Linked DNA regions of Sus scrofa: all the other regions are linked to region 2. The links are chromatin contacts, called in public HiChIP or PLAC-seq maps. All regions are on one chromosome and are shown on one strand. The core of a region is the stretch at or near the end of the contact, and the rest is flanking DNA. Distances in the headings are between cores, read along the strand shown. Region 1 holds the start of FEM1C (protein fem-1 homolog C). Region 2 holds the start of PGGT1B (geranylgeranyl transferase type-1 subunit beta). Region 3 holds the start of TICAM2 (toll like receptor adaptor molecule 2).

Region 1 (2,919 bases), core at 322-2,821, 280 kb before region 2:
CAGGACAGCTTAGAGAAACACCTTAAACCCTCTGAGTGAGGCTAGGGATTAAACCTGCCTTCTCATGAATATTTGTCAGGTTCATAACTCACTGAACCACAACGGGAACTCCTCCAATGTTTTAAATTGACAAAGAATTGACAAAGGTTGCCTTAGCTTTTTATACCCTGGAGCAATGTACCATTTTAAGATTCTCAGTGGAAGTTATGACCTTTCTTTTTGTGGTTTGGATATATGGCTAATATATTTGGGTATATATGGCTCATGTGAAAGAGTTAGGAAATGAAAACTTAATTGCTTTCCTTTACCAGCAGATCAATTTTAGGAAATAATATAGATGGATGCAAGGTGAATATTCAGAAACTGGTGGCCTTAAAACTAAATGTGCACCTACCCTGTGAAAATCCCCCAAGGGATGCACTTGTTGGTTTGAAGAACACTGTTGTAAATTTTCACATAATCTTATTGAATCTGATAAGAGAGGTCAGCCCAGGTTAGGCCTTGGGTGGGAAACTGTCTCTAGTATTTATACTTTGAGAGTATAGAACTGTGACCTGTAACATTAGTGTTAAAACAGTCAATCTCTCCTGGCTCTTTGATTTGTATAGACAGTTACTCTCATCTTTTATATTCTGTTCTAAATTTTCTTCTCAGTGGTAATAACCTTCACTTGAATCTTGGGTTACTAATGTTGACCCTAATGCTGACTGCCTAATGCCAATATAATGCTCCACTTAAAAATGATTATTAAAATTATAAAAACGTGAGACATCGTTATAGTAAGAGGTAGTAGCTCTTTGAAAAGGAAACTTGTGAGCTATAATCTAATATTTTCTTTCCCTCAGTGGTACCAAGAAACTGTGAGTTTAAGTTCCTCCAAATAAAGTGTTCACCAGATTGAACACCAAGTTCTTCCAAATTATTTTCTCATGATTCACTATGGGTGTCATTCTCCAAACATGTTTAAACTCTTCCTCGACCTAGTTTAACACACCCCATGTGTTAATGTCACGGATTCCACAAATTCATTTCCTGCTGTGTGAAGTAGTAATTATTTTTACGTATATTAATTTCGTACCTTTCTTTCGTTTCCTGGTTTTATTGTTTACAGTCAAGAATTCGACCTTGTTGATTTATACTGCTCTGTTTTTACCATTCCCTGTAGTTTTATATATTTTTTTTAGTCCATATTTTTTAAAAAGTCTTGATTGTCAGCCTCCAGAAGTAGTCTTTTTCCCAAATTTCATTCTTGTGTTGTTCTTGTTTTGCCTTTTTGAGTTCTTATAAAGAGCTCCATGGCCCACCAAAGGAAAGAACCTTAGGAGAGGCTAGTCTGAGAGGGTAATGACAAAGTAGTAATGGCTACGACGCCTCCGGGGGTTTCGGCAGTGGGACCCAAAGAGCCCCTGAGACGATTGCCTGAAACCTGGAGAGCGGAGGAGCCCGCGAGATCTGCGCAGCCGCTCCACCAACCCCCGGCCGCGGATGCCTGCGTGGCCCCGCCCCCTTCGCGTGCCGCACGCAGGCCCATCCTTCTTCGAGCCATGGCCCCACCCCCTCTCGCGTCGCTCCGCCCTGGCAGCCTCCCTGCCCCGCCCCTAGGCAGTTGCTCGCGGCGGCCGCCGCCCTCCCCCGGCCCAATGGCACTGCTGCCGCGTCAGTGATGTGAAGTAGTGCTTGGGCTTGTCCGGCCCCCGGCCCGCAGCCCATTACACCATCCGCCGCTGCAGCCGCTGCAGCCCGCGCAGACTGGGAGGGCGGGAGGCAGCTCGGCGTGGCGGGGCGGGGCAAGCGGCGCGGCTGGATTCATTCCTGTGGGGCGCGGGGCATGGACGAGCTGTGCGGCCGCAGGCGGAGCAACGCGGCCCGGGCGGCGGCGCGGACAACGGTTTCAATTTGAAGGGGCCGGCCCGTGCCCGGGCGGCCAGCGGGGAGAACTAACCCCAGGGCAGGTAGTGGCAGTGGCAGCGGCGGCGGCCTGGCGGAGCCCGAGCTGCGGCCTGAGGCGTCCACGGGGAGGCCTGGGCGGGAAGGGGAAGGAGGGCGCCCCCAGCAGCGGAAGGCGGGCAGCGGGATGGAGGCCCTAGACTCGTCGGCCGGCATAGAGCGGGTAGAGGTCGATCGAGGAACTTGGGGCGAGGGCTGCCGGTTTCTGGAAAAGGTAGAGGTGAAGGTTATATACCGGCAGCTGTGGTTTGGGGAACCTGCGGGTCCCTTTTGGCGGGGCGCGCGGTGGGGGAATCAAAAAAAATGGGGCGGACGAAGTTAGCTAAAAGGCAGCCGGATTTCCTGAGAGTCTGGAGTAGTTTTAAAGGAAAGAGAGCCTTTCGGGTGAGGGTTTTGGCGTTAGCCGGCCGCGGTTTGTTGGCTCCGACCTTTTTTATTCCCTCTCCTGGCCACAGCGAGGCCTTTCAGCCTCGCGCCCTTGGCCCGCTCTCCTCTGCAGATGTGAAACATTTCTGCGCCCGGGTCTTCTGCCTCTTCGCTTGTACTCTCTCTGGGCGTGTGCAAAGCAGAACTAGAACAAAGCTTAGCTGGTTAGGAGGCGAGAAAACCGGTTGCCTGTAGCGTTTACATTTACGGTATATAGAGGTGAGACTGCCTCCCACCAAAACATTTGCGTCTCTGTACTTTTATGTATTCTCCTTTCCCACCTTTTTCTGGGGGGAAGGGGCGGAGTAGTCCCTTACAGTGTGGCTCCCCCGGAGTAGAAATTAAGAAAACCTAGTGGTTTTTACCTTAACCTATGGAAAATTCAAAACTGCTCCTTTTTTTTTTTTTTTCCTTCTCTCTAGTTTGGTGCCCTGGTTGTCAGATGTTGGAAGGCAATAGACAGAACCTACTCGCTGTGGTTTTATACCAGTCCTGGGGTGCAGTGTTTAACACAGAACTTCGGTTACTGTAACTCTTGTCTGTGTC
Region 2 (3,067 bases), core at 505-3,004:
TTTTTAAATGCTTTGAGGAAGTTTAGAAATAAAATACAGAACAAGTCAAGGAAATTTAAAAGCAGAATTCACGAGTTCCTCTCTGGCTCAGTGGGTTAAGGAGTTGGCATTGTCACTGCTGTGGCTCAAGTCACTACTGTGGCATGAGTTGGATCCCTGGCCCAGGAATTTCCATATGCCATGGGCATGTTCAAAAAGATGAAAAATAAAAATAAATAGAATTCAACAGCAACAAGATACAGAAAAGGAAAGGTTTCTCAGGCATTGCTTTCTAACATGTTTTTTGTTATACACAAATACAGCTTTACGGAAAGCCTTGGGGGGGGGGTGATGTGATTCTTAAGGCTTTTTATTTTTTTATTTTTTTAAATAAAGTATGAAAGTATTTTGAAGAAGGTAGTCCTTCTAACTGAATCTAAAATAAATGAGGAATTTATGAGTCTTTTATATAGACGATACAGAATAAACACAATAATGTCTTCAGTTGCCAGCTCACAGAAGGTATGTAAATAAACATTTCTTATACTGGATTAAGAAGTGTATTAATAAGAAATTTAGAAAAAACACTAAAGGAAAAATGTTATAAAGCACCCATAATTCCACTACCCTAAGGTAACTTTTTCAAAAAACATACCTACCTGTTTTTAAACAGCTAGTCTCAGAGTACATTTTAGATACTATAATTGCTTAACATTACATCACATATATTTTTTTCTTTCTATATAATTCAAACATTATCACTTAATGGCTAAATAATATTCAATTTTATAGATACTCTATCATTCCTATACTTTGAAGCCTTGTACTTCTTGGCCAATAATGTACAGTGACATTTTATGTGGGGGTTAGGTTCTGTCACATGATGTCAAAAATCCCATTTAATCAAAATCACCCAGGAAAAGGTGGATGGTTAATTACCTAGACAGTATATCATGTCTCAATGAGTTCACCACAGAAGTATTTCCACAAGATTTGGATCAGATTGCTGAGAATGAGGTGAACTATTTGGCTTCCCTTAAAGGGCTAGGTTAATAGGATTGTCTTTCTGAGCTTATATAGAGTGAGCATAGTGGATTCTAGTAAGTTCAGCGTGTGTAATGTGACTTCACCTTGAACATTTTCAAACACTTAGTGATGGATAAGTTTTAAGTGAAAGCCAGATCTTCATTGTAATCATGCAGTGAAAACTCCTCTAGACTGGGCATACCTACAAGGCAAAGACTGCCCCCATATTTGGAGGGAAGCACCAAGGACAGCCCTTTGCCCTTACTTGGCAGTTTGTTAATGCAATATTTGTTACATGCAGGAATACCTGTGAATAGTTACTAGTACCTGTTATACTAGATGCTTTATACAAGATGCTTTGGATTGGTGAAATAGGATAACTCCAGTCCACGTGGTAGTTTTTTAAGAGAAACATTTTCTAAGAAAGCTAGCATTTAAATTATACCTAAACTATTACTTGATTACAAAAAGCCAATTCAGGCCTGATCCTTAGGGCAGATTCACCCCCCACCCCAAGACTGCCTTGTGAACTTTTAAAGGCAATAGTATATGGCTGAAGCAACTTAAATCCCTCTTTTTGAAAAAAATAGCTAGAAGCACATGTTTCTTTTCATTTTTTAGCATATGCGTAGTTGGAGAACACGTTGAGCATATTTGCTATTGCAAATTTATGCTGCATTGATCCTGGATGATCCTGACTCAAAGAGTAAAATTTTTAAGACTCGTAAAAGAAAATGATACTAGGAAGTCTTAACTTTCATCGCGTTGGTAATTATTTAATAAGCATTTGTCTATCTCTAATTGATTTGTAGGTTTAATTTCGCTCTCCGTTCAGCTTAAAACTGTGGCTTCCGAAAATGAGTCTGTTGACAAATTTATACTGACTCATCCCCGTTTTCATATATACCATCTTCGTGTTCTTTAGGGCCGTGATTTTTCTCAAAGTGAACTTGAAGCTACTGACCTTACACTTCCCCCCACGATAAAAGTTCTGCAAAGATTTGTGGATCTTGGGCTGCATTTTACAAGGCCTGCAAGGTGTTTCCAAACCTTTGGGGCTTAGAGTAGAAAAGGCTGGTTGTGCGCTACGGAGGGAGAACGCGCCTCATGAGGCATTGTGTTGACAGCGTGTAGTCTCCATTACCGGGAAGAACAGGGGCAGGCGCACGCCCCCTCCTCACCTGCCACGCGGTGGCCGCCCTTCGGGTTTCCTTCGCGCCGCGCGCCAACTGCTTCCGGGTCGCAGTGGACGTCGTTTCCGTAGCAGCATGGCGGCCACGGAGGACGAGCGGCCGGCTGGGAGCGGTGACGGAGAGCGGCTGGATTTCCTGCGGGACCGGCACGTGCGGTTCTTCCAGCGCTGCCTCCAAGTCTTGCCGGAGCGCTACTCTTCGCTTGAGACCAGCAGGTAACTGGGGGTCAGCGGGACCAGCACGGGGCCCGGCTCCAGGAGCATGGAGGAAGACGGCTAAGTGGGTGGCCGCAGGGGGCTGCGGCGCCGCCCACCCTTCACTGCCTCCCCTCTCCGGCCGGCCTGCGGTCACCCTCACTCCCGAGCTACGGCGGTAGGAATGAAGGGAGCTGCGAGTCGAGGGCTTTTGGAATCTCCAGTTTCCGCCCTTTTCACTTCCATTTTTTTTTCCTGTCAACTGGGAGCTTCCTTTTTTATCCCTTCTCTCAGCCTATATGAGTCACTTTGACCTCACTTCCGATAAAAAAGGAAAAAAAGTGTTTGTCATCGTATTTTATGTAGATAATCTTCGCTGTGCTTTTCTTTCCTCTATAAAGCCGTTGAGTCTTAATTGAGTGCCTGTATGGTGTTCAGCGTATAGGAGCGGCAGCAAACCTCTAAGGTTTGCGTAGATATGAACTTTTCAGGAATTGTACATCTCATGATAGGATTGATGAAAGAGGTGCGGTGTTGCTTATAAGCAGCCTGTTAAAGTTTATTTGGAAGAGCCTTGTGAGTTGGAGTAGGCTAAGAAACTGTGAATTAGTCATTCAGAGTAAAAGTCTGGCAATGAGAATAATGAAAGGAGGAGGCGATCTTTGCTCTGCATTG
Region 3 (2,979 bases), core at 130-2,629, 320 kb before region 2:
TATAGTGTGGATCAGAACCTGAAGAACAGGCAGAATCAATGACAGCCAGTAGCCAGTGATTTCTTCACTATTCAGTGGCAGTAGCAAACCCTTTCACTCCTTATTTACATTAGAAAGAAATTCTGTATACGTTTTTCCTTATTTTTTCTTCCCATAACAGTTTTTCACCATTTGATGAACGGTTTCATCTAAACTTGAATTATTTTGGCATATGTAGCTGGTACTTATGTCATTATGAATAAGATTCTAATTTCTTCTTGATCTCTGATCTTTGCTCATGAACAATATATAAAAATCCTTTGGAATATAGCCTATGGGCCCATATTTGACAACATGTATTTTATACTTATCTATTCTGAATTTTCTGTCTTTTGATGAAAGTACCCCCTTGAAACTGCTTATTTGGGTATTAACAATACTGCAGCATTAGATTCACATGGAGTATCTCTCTTTCACAGCTGATCTAATTCTTCTACTCTGAGTTTAGGCCTTTTAAAATAAAAGAATGATACAGACTATGATCATTATTGATTTCCCTGGAAATCACAAGGCTTTGTTTCCAGATTACACTTCCAAACCAAGATGTTACTTTTTTTACCTGGGTGCAGAAATATGTTTTCTTAATTATTCCCAGGATTAGCTGGAAAAAGATATTCCTTACTTTTTGCAAAAGTTTATTAGTTTCTGCACCAGCCCCAGTACAACAATCCCTGACCCTAGACCAAAAAAAAAGAAAAGAAAAAAAAAGAGAAAAAGCTCTGAACCGGTGAATCCTGAGCAACATTTCATTTAACATTTCAGATCTTTTTATTCTGAGTCAGCAGAGCTGCCTATTAGCTGTCTTTAGGGTATTTGTATTCTGTTTTGTATTTGCATTTGAAACAAAAATATGTTTTGAAGTTAATATGAATATTTTGTTTCTTTTAGTTTTCCTGTTTCTAGTTTACACAGTAATTTGGTTATGGAGAAGTTGAATTTAAACTCCATATGAGTAGAGTGATACGGTCCCTTTTCGCTAACACACCAAAGTAATTTAACTGGAGTTTATAATGCCAATATAATACCATTTAAAGTTTCCAAACATCTCCTTTTATATTAAACCGGACCCCTGTGTTTAACCTACCCCTGCCTACCTGTGGTAGCCCTTGTGGAACTCAAACAAGACAAGTGACTTCATCTCCAATGATCTCTTTGACATTTTCTTCTTAGAAAGCTATATATTATAATCTTTTTGAGGTTTGCAGGTTGAATGAGATTTTCCATTTTAATTGTTTTGATGAAATTTACAGTAGTCTTCTGCTTTGTTATTTCTCCTTTTAGGATGAAAAGAAATGCTGAGAAATAAATAAAGCTTTCCTTTCTGACTTGGATATTTATAATGGGTATCGGGAAGTCTAAGACAGATCCCTGCCTTCTTTCTCTCTCTTGGAGTAAAAGCCACGGTGTGGATACAAGTCAAAAACCTCACGAGACAGATTGCACGATATCTGAGGAAATCCCCCTGCATGGTGGCGAAGATGTTGCATGTAGCAGTTCAGCAGAGATGCCAACAGGAGAGCAGGAGGGAGCTGACGGAGTGGAAGAGATGCCTGAAGAGGAAGCAGAAGAAGAGGTGTTCCTCAAATTTGTGATACTACACGCAGAAGATGACACAGATGAAGCCCTCAGAGTCCAGAATCTGCTGCAAAATGACTTCGGGATCAAACCTGGAATAATCTTTGCTGAGATGCCGTGTGGCAGACAGCATTTACAGAATTTAGACGATGCTGTCAATGGCTCTGCCTGGACAATCTTGCTATTGACTGAAAACTTTCTAAGAGACACCTGGTGTAAGTTCCAGTTCTATACATCTCTCATGAACTCCGTGAACAGACAGCACAAATACAACTCTGTCATCCCCATGCGGCCCCTGAACAACCCCCTGCCCCGAGAAAAGACCCCCTTTGCTCTGCGAACCATCAACGCCCTGGAGGAAGAAAGTCGTGGCTTTCCTACACAAGTGGAAAGGATTTTTCAGGAGTCTGTGTATCAGATACAACAGGCTATATGGAAAGAGACCAGAAATCTGGTACAAAGACAATTGATTGCCTGAGATGGGACATATAACACATGGTGTGCCCTTGTTTTGTAAAGCAAATGGTTTCTCTTCACTTGAGAAAGCAAATTTCTAGGAAAAGTTTAAATGGAAGAGAACCTTGCTCTTAGGGGAAAACTGTAGAGCCCAAGAAAAATAGATTTTTGCAGGACACTCTATAGAATTGAGGTACTTTTGATGTTTCTCTAAACTTGCAATTGTCAGAGTTGCAAAACCTCTGATTCCTCTCACAGCTTTCCTAGTTCAACAAAGGATATTTTAAATTCACTTTTCTTGTATTGAACTTGAACAAGAACTTATATGATAGACATTTAAAAAAATACCATAACACTTTGATTTTGTTCTCAAAAGACACGTTGGCAAAACAATGGCCTTGAGAAATCTGACAGCTCTCCCTGTTGCGGCACCTCTCACGAATGTTGCAGGAAAGCCTTCCCAGTATTGTCGTCCAGAAATAGGGATAGCCAGATTAGTTCATTTGGAATGGTGAGAACTGATAAATGTGAAATGAAAAATAGATGTGAGAATGGTGGGCCTCTTTAAAATAATCCAATCCAATGCGTTTTCCTTTCAGCTGGAATTTGCAAAGTTGGAGGCAGTTCCCACCACTGATTGGTGGCCCATTTAACAATCTTGTGATTAGGACTCCATGCCTGGGGTTGAGATGACCCCTATAGCTGGAAACTCTCCATGTCAGTCTTCATCTGTGACCAGGGCCTTCTGAAAAGGTGTATGTGTCCCTGGCCAGATGTTCTTTAAAACCGGTAACCTCTTCTATGGCAACCATTAAAAATTCATCTCATTCACAATGCTCTTATCATGGAAGTATTTCTCAGATGATCAGTGTAGCCTAACTACTCTGACATACGTACGTGTGTGTATGT

Evidence for each region. HiChIP or PLAC-seq counts read pairs in DNA pulled down with a chosen protein or histone mark.
Region 1: a contact with region 2 is called in an H3K27ac HiChIP or PLAC-seq map of alveolar macrophages. The contact joins the promoter of FEM1C here to the promoter of PGGT1B in region 2. A contact is called at or near these places in 1 of 5 promoter capture datasets (fetal liver), 1 of 47 Hi-C or Micro-C datasets (embryonic fibroblasts) and 2 of 2 datasets of contacts at active chromatin or transcription factors (alveolar macrophages and skeletal muscle).
Region 3: a contact with region 2 is called in an H3K27ac HiChIP or PLAC-seq map of alveolar macrophages. The contact joins the promoter of TICAM2 here to the promoter of PGGT1B in region 2. A contact is called at or near these places in 1 of 5 promoter capture datasets (fetal liver), 1 of 47 Hi-C or Micro-C datasets (embryonic fibroblasts) and 1 of 2 datasets of contacts at active chromatin or transcription factors (alveolar macrophages).

What each region holds. Positions count from the first base shown.
Region 1 is chr2:119,721,692-119,724,610 of Sscrofa11.1, reverse strand. It overlaps FEM1C (protein fem-1 homolog C), which reads left to right and starts at 1,571. Exons shown (of 3, transcript XM_021084648.1): 1 at 1,571-1,952; 2 at 2,796-2,919.
Region 2 is chr2:119,439,521-119,442,587 of Sscrofa11.1, reverse strand. It overlaps PGGT1B (geranylgeranyl transferase type-1 subunit beta), which reads left to right and starts at 1,754. Exons shown (of 9, transcript XM_003123848.6): 1 at 1,754-2,413. The coding sequence starts at 2,274.
Region 3 is chr2:119,759,159-119,762,137 of Sscrofa11.1, reverse strand. TICAM2 (toll like receptor adaptor molecule 2) reads left to right here and starts at 1,379. Exons shown (of 1, transcript NM_001204351.1): 1 at 1,379-2,979. The coding sequence starts at 1,379. The coding sequence ends at 2,092.